Linked DNA regions of Zea mays: region 2 is linked to region 1. A link is a contact called in public Hi-C data. All regions are on one chromosome and are shown on one strand. The core of a region is the stretch at or near the end of the contact, and the rest is flanking DNA. Distances in the headings are between cores, read along the strand shown. Region 1 holds the start of LOC100284553 (peroxisomal biogenesis factor 11 family protein). Region 2 holds the start of LOC100501075 (long cell-linked locus protein).

Region 1 (3,488 bases), core at 434-2,933:
TCATGTGTAATATTACAAGAAACTAATTGTTTTTCTGATGTTTATGATTTTGGTCCTTCATTTCTGTTCAGAAAGTTTATCCATTTGCCTTAGTTCTTATAGTTGGATCTGATTTTCCCTGTGCTATTAGTTTGTCTTATGAACTGCATTTGTCGAATTGTCTTGTTTGTGTCTATGGTTCCTTACAGTTTATTGCTTTTTATATTTATTTCTATCAAAGGTAAAGGGTATTGATTGTGCAACATACTTAAGTTGTGATGACCAAAGTCACCTGGATATGGCTCTTGGATCTTACCATGGAGTGCGACAAATTACTGAAATGGTGCAGAAACCAATGGCTGATTTCAGGCAATATCCTACCAACTGAAGGCCTCATGATTCAGATATCTTCTTTTCCTACCGTTTTGATCAAATGGATTTTAAACTATAGTTTGTTTGTAAACATTTATAGTAAAGTCATCGAAGATGGTGTATTGTTTTTCTCGTGTCATGTCACTTGTAGCTATGAAGTATCTGTTTGTGAAACTTTAATTGCTACTATTTAAAATGCTGTTAGTCGTGCATTCTTTGGTGCAACAGATACGAAACTAATAGAATAACTGCCTTAAGAATTTTAGTATGAAACGGACTATAACATTTTATAATGTGTTAAAGAAATGTTTGTCTTTTGTAGTTGTTTTATTTGTACTATAAGGTCTGATATTTATTTTTCAAAGAAGAAATCGCCCCCTCTTCTTTTATATGCTGAAAAGCTTAGGCAAGTAATGTCAGGTAAATATTTGAGCAAGTGATGCTATATTTTAACTTAATAGATACACGCACATTTATATGGTACAATGTTGTAAGTCTTATATAAAATCTTAATAAAATTATTTAATTGAATTATTTTTTTATAACATGAACCAAATCATCTTACATACATGCGTGTTTATCATTGTAACTCGAGGTCACTAAAGTAGTAGATTGTGAATTATAACATTCTCCGCGTTTGACACATGTCTTGTTCTGTTGAATCGAGTATTCGACCAATCGACCTTTTTGTCTGGCCTGTGGCTCCGCTGGGATCTTGTTAGGTTACATGAAGATCGAAGGAGAATTTTTTATTTAATTTTGACTAGCAAAATATCAATCCTTTCAATCTACTAAGGCCTTAGTTTATTTCGGATTATAATAATCCAATAGGTAAACAAATATATAGATTATAAGTTTAGATTATATAATCTAAAGCCCAGATTATGATAATATCATAATCTCGCGTATTTAAGATTATTTTGACAAAAGACTCACCACCTATGGTTATATAATTAGAAATTACAATATATACAATCCTTCTCTCCTCACCTCAAATAAATAAACAAGGGTATTATTATCTTTATGAATAATCTATATTTGTATAATTTAGACTACTAAACAACTACATATAAATTATAATATATCTAGATTATAATATATATTATATAATCTAGATATATCTAGATTATATAATATATAGGGAAATTTGGATTCATACCATTAAAAGATCACCACTTTGGATTCATACCATTACTATCTCACTTACATGTGGGTCCACATGAGTCAATGACATGTGGGGTCCATGGTATATATCTAAAGTTTAGATCTTTTAATGGTATACATCCAATTATTCCTAATATATAAGTTGAAATGATCGACGCCGTCCTCTCGACCCGAACCAGGACGAAATCCCCAATCCCCAGACGTTGATACGAGTATACGAGGCCGCATCAAGCACGCAATCGCCGTCAGCTCGGTCTACGGCCCCGTACCGGTATTCCACCGCTTGCACGCCAACGCGAACGCCGGCCGCCATGGCCTCCTCTGAGTCTCCCAATACCGCGCCTGCGGCCGCGGCCGTCGCTTCCCAACCGGCCCGCGATTTCCTCGCCCACCTCGAGGCCTATCTCGCCCGCCGCGACGGCGTCGACAAGCTCCTCAAGATTTCCCGCTACGCCACGCGCCTCGCGCTCGCCGCCGGGCCCCCGCTGCCCCCCGGCGCCTCCGCCCGCCTCAAGTCCTTCGAGTCCAGCGTCGGCCTCAGCCGCAAGGCTTTCCGTCTCGGCAAGTTCGTGCAGTCCCTCAACGCCCTCCTCGCCCACCCGCACCCTCCCCCGTCCCTCGCGCTACTCGCCTACGGCGGTGAGGGCGTCTACTACTTCGTCGAGCAGTTCGTCTGGATCGCCAAGGCCGGGCTCCTGCCTGCGCACCTTCTTCCGCGCCTCCAGCGTCTCAGCGCCTGGGCTGAGCTGCTGGGCTACGTCGGTTCCATTTTAATTAAGCTGGAGGAGGTGGCTAAGATCGAATCTTCGATAAAGAAGCGGCTCGTGAAGGACTGTGATAAGGAGAGCGAGGCGGTGAAGACTATGCAGGGTAAACTGCTGCTGAAGCGGATGTCAGTGGTGCAGGACGTGGCGGATGCCGTCATGGCTCTGGGAGACGTCACCGATGGCAAGGGTTTGCTCGGGAGCTCCACGCTGATGGCAGCAGCTGGACTGCTCTCGGCGTTGATCAGCACGCATAAGAATTGGAATTCTTGTTGAAGCCTGGAGGTACATGTTATAGATAGCACATCATATAATGAAATAAAGCTCTGATTATAGCGATAACTAAGAGTTTCCTCTGGAAATATGGATGCTCCTAAAACTGATACCAGGTCCTCTGGGGAATGAATGAAGTTTATTCTTATTCATTTGGTTGGACCAAGGAATCTTGTGTTTTTTCAGCCATCTTGATCATTCAATAATTTTTTTGTTCTTAAAAGTATATCTACTGCTGCGGTGTATGATTGAGTTCAGCTAAGATGATCTTGCTTTTCTCCAACCCACTTTTACAGTGTAGTGTTTTGCTTCATCTTCATAGTTCTCAAATCAAAAGCATTGTGGTTGAGTCTCACCTGCAACCTTGAGCTATCCATGTCAAATTAATTTTGAGCACCAAGATGCACGGTCTGTTCTCCATATATCAACTTAGCCATCATAATCTGCTTCTCATGAACAAAAAATAAGAAATACAGAGTACATTCAGATTCCTAAATAAGGAATAGTTTGCAAATTGGGTAACAAAACTATGGAACTTATGTAATCAAAGCCTGGCACATCATGAAATAAAATACCCAGTTCCCCAAGCGCAAGTAAGGTATAAAAATGATGAAGGATTGCTAACAACTAAATCAATGACATAAACTTGAGAATAGCAGGAGGTCTGAGCTTGAATATCGAAACATTATTGAGTTATTGACTCTTATTTTTTCAGGCCAAATACAAATTAGATTTTGTTTGTATGGCCGATTGCCATATATTAAGTTAGGCTAATTCAATGAACCTAGAAAGAATGGTGATCAGAGCAAAATAGAACTCCAAGAGCTATTTAATTGAAATAAATTAATGTAGGGCATGCTTTGTTCATTACCTCCAAAACCGTGGCTGGACTTGTCTTTTATACTGCTATAAGTGGAGAGCTGCAATGCAACTAAT
Region 2 (3,488 bases), core at 323-2,822, 150 kb after region 1:
CAACAGTTATATCTAAGGTTGGATCATGATTCTAATGGATATTGCACGCTTACACCTAAAACCTGACTGCATAGTAGCTGTTGTCCTTAGATAATATGAATGACTCTAGAGTAGAGTACACAGAATATATAGACAAATTATTGAGGAGTAAAAAGATTCTAAAAATAATCTTTATGTAAATGAATCTCTAAACAATAATTTAAAGAGAATTTTAAAAAGTCTTTTAGATTAATCTAATTCGCCTCCTCTTGGACATATTGATAGTTTCATATACAGCGAATGATTCTTGAGTAGAGCATGCTGAATACAGAATGCTAGAAAAAATATTGAAGAGTAAAAAAAAATACAAAAATAATCTTTATGTGAATCAATCCTTAAATGACAATTTAAAAAGTAAATTTTAGAGATGTTCGGGTGTTCCTGCTATGGTGTTCTCGTGGAGTCGTAGTACATCCCGGAAATTGCGCTGGTTATCGACCCGGCGGGACGTCTTACCTAGTTACCTTTAATAAATGAAGAAACCACGAAGGCACGTAGTGGTACAGTGGCACTTTTCTCCCGAATGAACAGCTAGGTAGAGGTAAAGCGATTTGATTTTGACATCCATTTTATATTCCTAAAAAAGCGTAGCTTATGTTTAACAAGATCGTAGACTCCATCCACTGTAAATAGAGGGTACATCTCTCATTTTATACAATAATTATAGTAATCCTATTTTGAGATGAGATGCGCTAACAGTATTTTATATAAATATATAGCTTAATTTAAATCGGTGACTGGTCGAAGAACAAAATGTGTTTTTTTACACATGGAGTAAGTGATCTAACGCCATACTGTACCTCAGGGAAGCGGTTGGTAAAAAGGGGGGAAAAACATTCGATCCTGTAAATCGCCGGTCGTCGACTATGCATTACAGCTCATAACTGGCTGGCGAATTACTCAGATTACCAGGTACGAATCCAGTGAAGCAGCGCGGACTGACGAGTCTGCGTGCAGGCCGGAGCTACGGGCTACGGGCTACGGTGCGGGCGAAACGCAAAAAAAAACGAGGGGTGGATGGACAGTCTCCTCTCGGCTCCTGGGTCCTGGGCAAAACCGTGTGGGAAAAACCGAAAACGAAAACAGCTGCGAACTCATCCTGGGAACCCAGGAATTCGCTCGCCGGATCGAGCAAGGCCACGACAGGTGCGAGGCCCCCACGTTCATCACAGGTAATACAGCCACGGCCGGCTGGCCGCATCCCCGTGCCGCCGTCCTGCTCCTGCCCATCAAGCAGACGAAGCCAACGCCTCCGGGCTCAGTAGCATCCCGAAAATGTGAACCGGCAGGTCCGTGGGTGCCATAGCCACCTTCGTCCTGGCGAACGGGCCCCACATGCCACGCCCAATCATGTGCCTGCTGCCTCCAGCAGTCCAGTCCAGCTTAACGCGGGCGGCGCGAGCAGCTGCTAAACGCGTTCGCTTCCTCCTCCCGCGCCCGCGCCGCTGCAAACCGGAGCGCGCAAGCAACGCCAGCCAGCCGGGCAGCCCCCACAGCTCCTATATATATTCTCCCTCTCCCCCTGCTCGACTCATCTCGAACTCCGAAACAAAGCAATCACCCGAGCAAAGCAGTGCGGAGAGACGATCCAGCGGCATTTCGCATTCGACGAACGAAGCGCCGCCATCTGATCCGACACGCAGCGCAATGGCGGCGGGACTGAAGAGGCCGTCGTTCGGGACGCGGGCGTGGCGGCTGCTGCGGCTGGCGGTGCTGTGGGCGCGGAAGGGCGGCGCGGCGCACAGCCTGCGCCTGCGCCTGCTCCGCACGCTCCGCCGCCACGGCCACGGCCTCGCCGGCCTGGGCGGCGCGCGCGGCGACCGGCTCCGCTGCGGCGAGCGCGAGTACTCCATCGACGAGACGCCGGCGTTCCGGTTCCGCACCCCGTCCGCGCGCGTGCTCCGCCTCATCCCCTGCATCGCGCCGGCCGTGCCGGACACGCCGGGCCTCTACGGCGACGACCGCTACTTCTTCAGCGCCGCCGCCGCCGCGTGGGAGACGGGCGAGGGCGCCGGGTGCTGCTACGGCGACGTCGACGATGATGAGGAGGAGGACGACGAAGAGCCGAGCTGCTGCGGCGATGGCGAGATGCTGCTGGAGCGCGTGGTGGCGGAGGCCTGCCGCGCGAGCTCGGCCGGACGGTCGGTGGCAGCGGACAGCGGCGAGGACGCCGGGGTGGACGTCAAGGCGGACGAGTTCATCGCCAGGTTCTACGCGCAGATGAAGCTGCAGCGCCAGATCTCGTGGCTACAGTACAACGAGATGATGGAGAGGAGCATCAGCTAGATTTATTTCTTCGTTCATTCTTGCTTACTACTAGTACTACCAGCGATTGAGCTTGAGCTCTGTACATTTGCTCTAAAATTTCTTTTGTTGCTCCCAAAAATTATTATTACTACAATACATATACATGATACAATTTTTTTTCTTCAGTCCGCGTGTGAATCGGTTGATTTGGTTGTTACATGCACGTCTGTTTGTGCATTTCAATGTAGATTAGGATGCCACTAGATTGATCACTGATTGAATTTGGGCTGCTGCCTTTCTGGTTGTATACAGGTGTCCGCTTTACATAATTGCCTGAATGATGTGTTGTCCTTTGATAGTACTCTCAGTTTTGTTCGTTAGCGTTCATAATTAAATACAAGACGTACACCTGAACCATGACCATGTGCTACTGACGATTGGACTGTACGTGCTCCAGGGGTCTGAGACATTTTACGATCCTTGGGCGGACCTTCGACGGTGATTTGAGTATATTTTTCCATGTTTGGATACGAATTTCCCATTTACAAGGATTAGGATGAAGGAGATTAGGAGAGATTTTGACTTGCTAGACATTTGAACTCACTTAATCGCTGCAATATATATTTATATGGAATGAGATTAAAACAAATAGTCCTTATTAATAAGTTAGTGTTTGGTTTAAAGGATAGTATAAGGGGCTGGTCCAGTTTTATAGGTGTTTATTTTGGAGACAGCAGACAGAACACATAGCTTTCTTTCATAGAGAATACCTAAGACCGATCCAGGCATCCAGCAGAGCTCCTTCCGGAGTGCGTAAATGTCGCAGTGAAGTACGCCTCACATCGTGTAAGGGTGTGTTTGGTTGGAGAGCGGATGAGAACAGAGTCGTTCTATTTCTATTTTCTAGGTGTTTGGTTATCTAGAGAGGAAGAGTGGAGCGGCTCTAGGAATATCTCGGTTAAGTATCGTGCTAAAACTAGGAATGAGCTGGCTCACCAAAATCGACCGGACGCAAGTGCTCCCGTTCATTCCTCTCTAGCAAAATTCCTCCGCTCTTCCATCCCACTGTTGTCGTGGGGAGCTTCGTCATCGTGCATTAACTTGGATGAATCCGCCGCCTCCCTTTTCCTTCCCGTGCTCACGCTGGCCCCTTTTCTCCCTTCACTGCTCCCACGCCGGCTCCCATGCTCCGATGCTCGTGG

The links. Hi-C and Micro-C count contacts between places; a contact is called where the count stands out from the background.
Region 2: a Hi-C map of leaf shows a contact between it and region 1, with 5 times the contacts expected there. The contact joins the promoter of LOC100501075 here to the promoter of LOC100284553 in region 1. A contact is called at or near these places in 4 of 25 Hi-C or Micro-C datasets (endosperm, leaf and root tip).

Annotation. Positions count from the first base shown.
Region 1 is chr1:47,637,907-47,641,394 of Zm-B73-REFERENCE-NAM-5.0, forward strand. LOC100284553 (peroxisomal biogenesis factor 11 family protein) reads left to right here and starts at 1,684. Exons shown (of 1, transcript NM_001157448.2): 1 at 1,684-2,778. The coding sequence starts at 1,827. The coding sequence ends at 2,555.
Region 2 is chr1:47,785,400-47,788,887 of Zm-B73-REFERENCE-NAM-5.0, forward strand. It overlaps LOC100501075 (long cell-linked locus protein), which reads left to right and starts at 1,573. Exons shown (of 1, transcript NM_001368223.1): 1 at 1,573-2,456. The coding sequence starts at 1,687. The coding sequence ends at 2,325.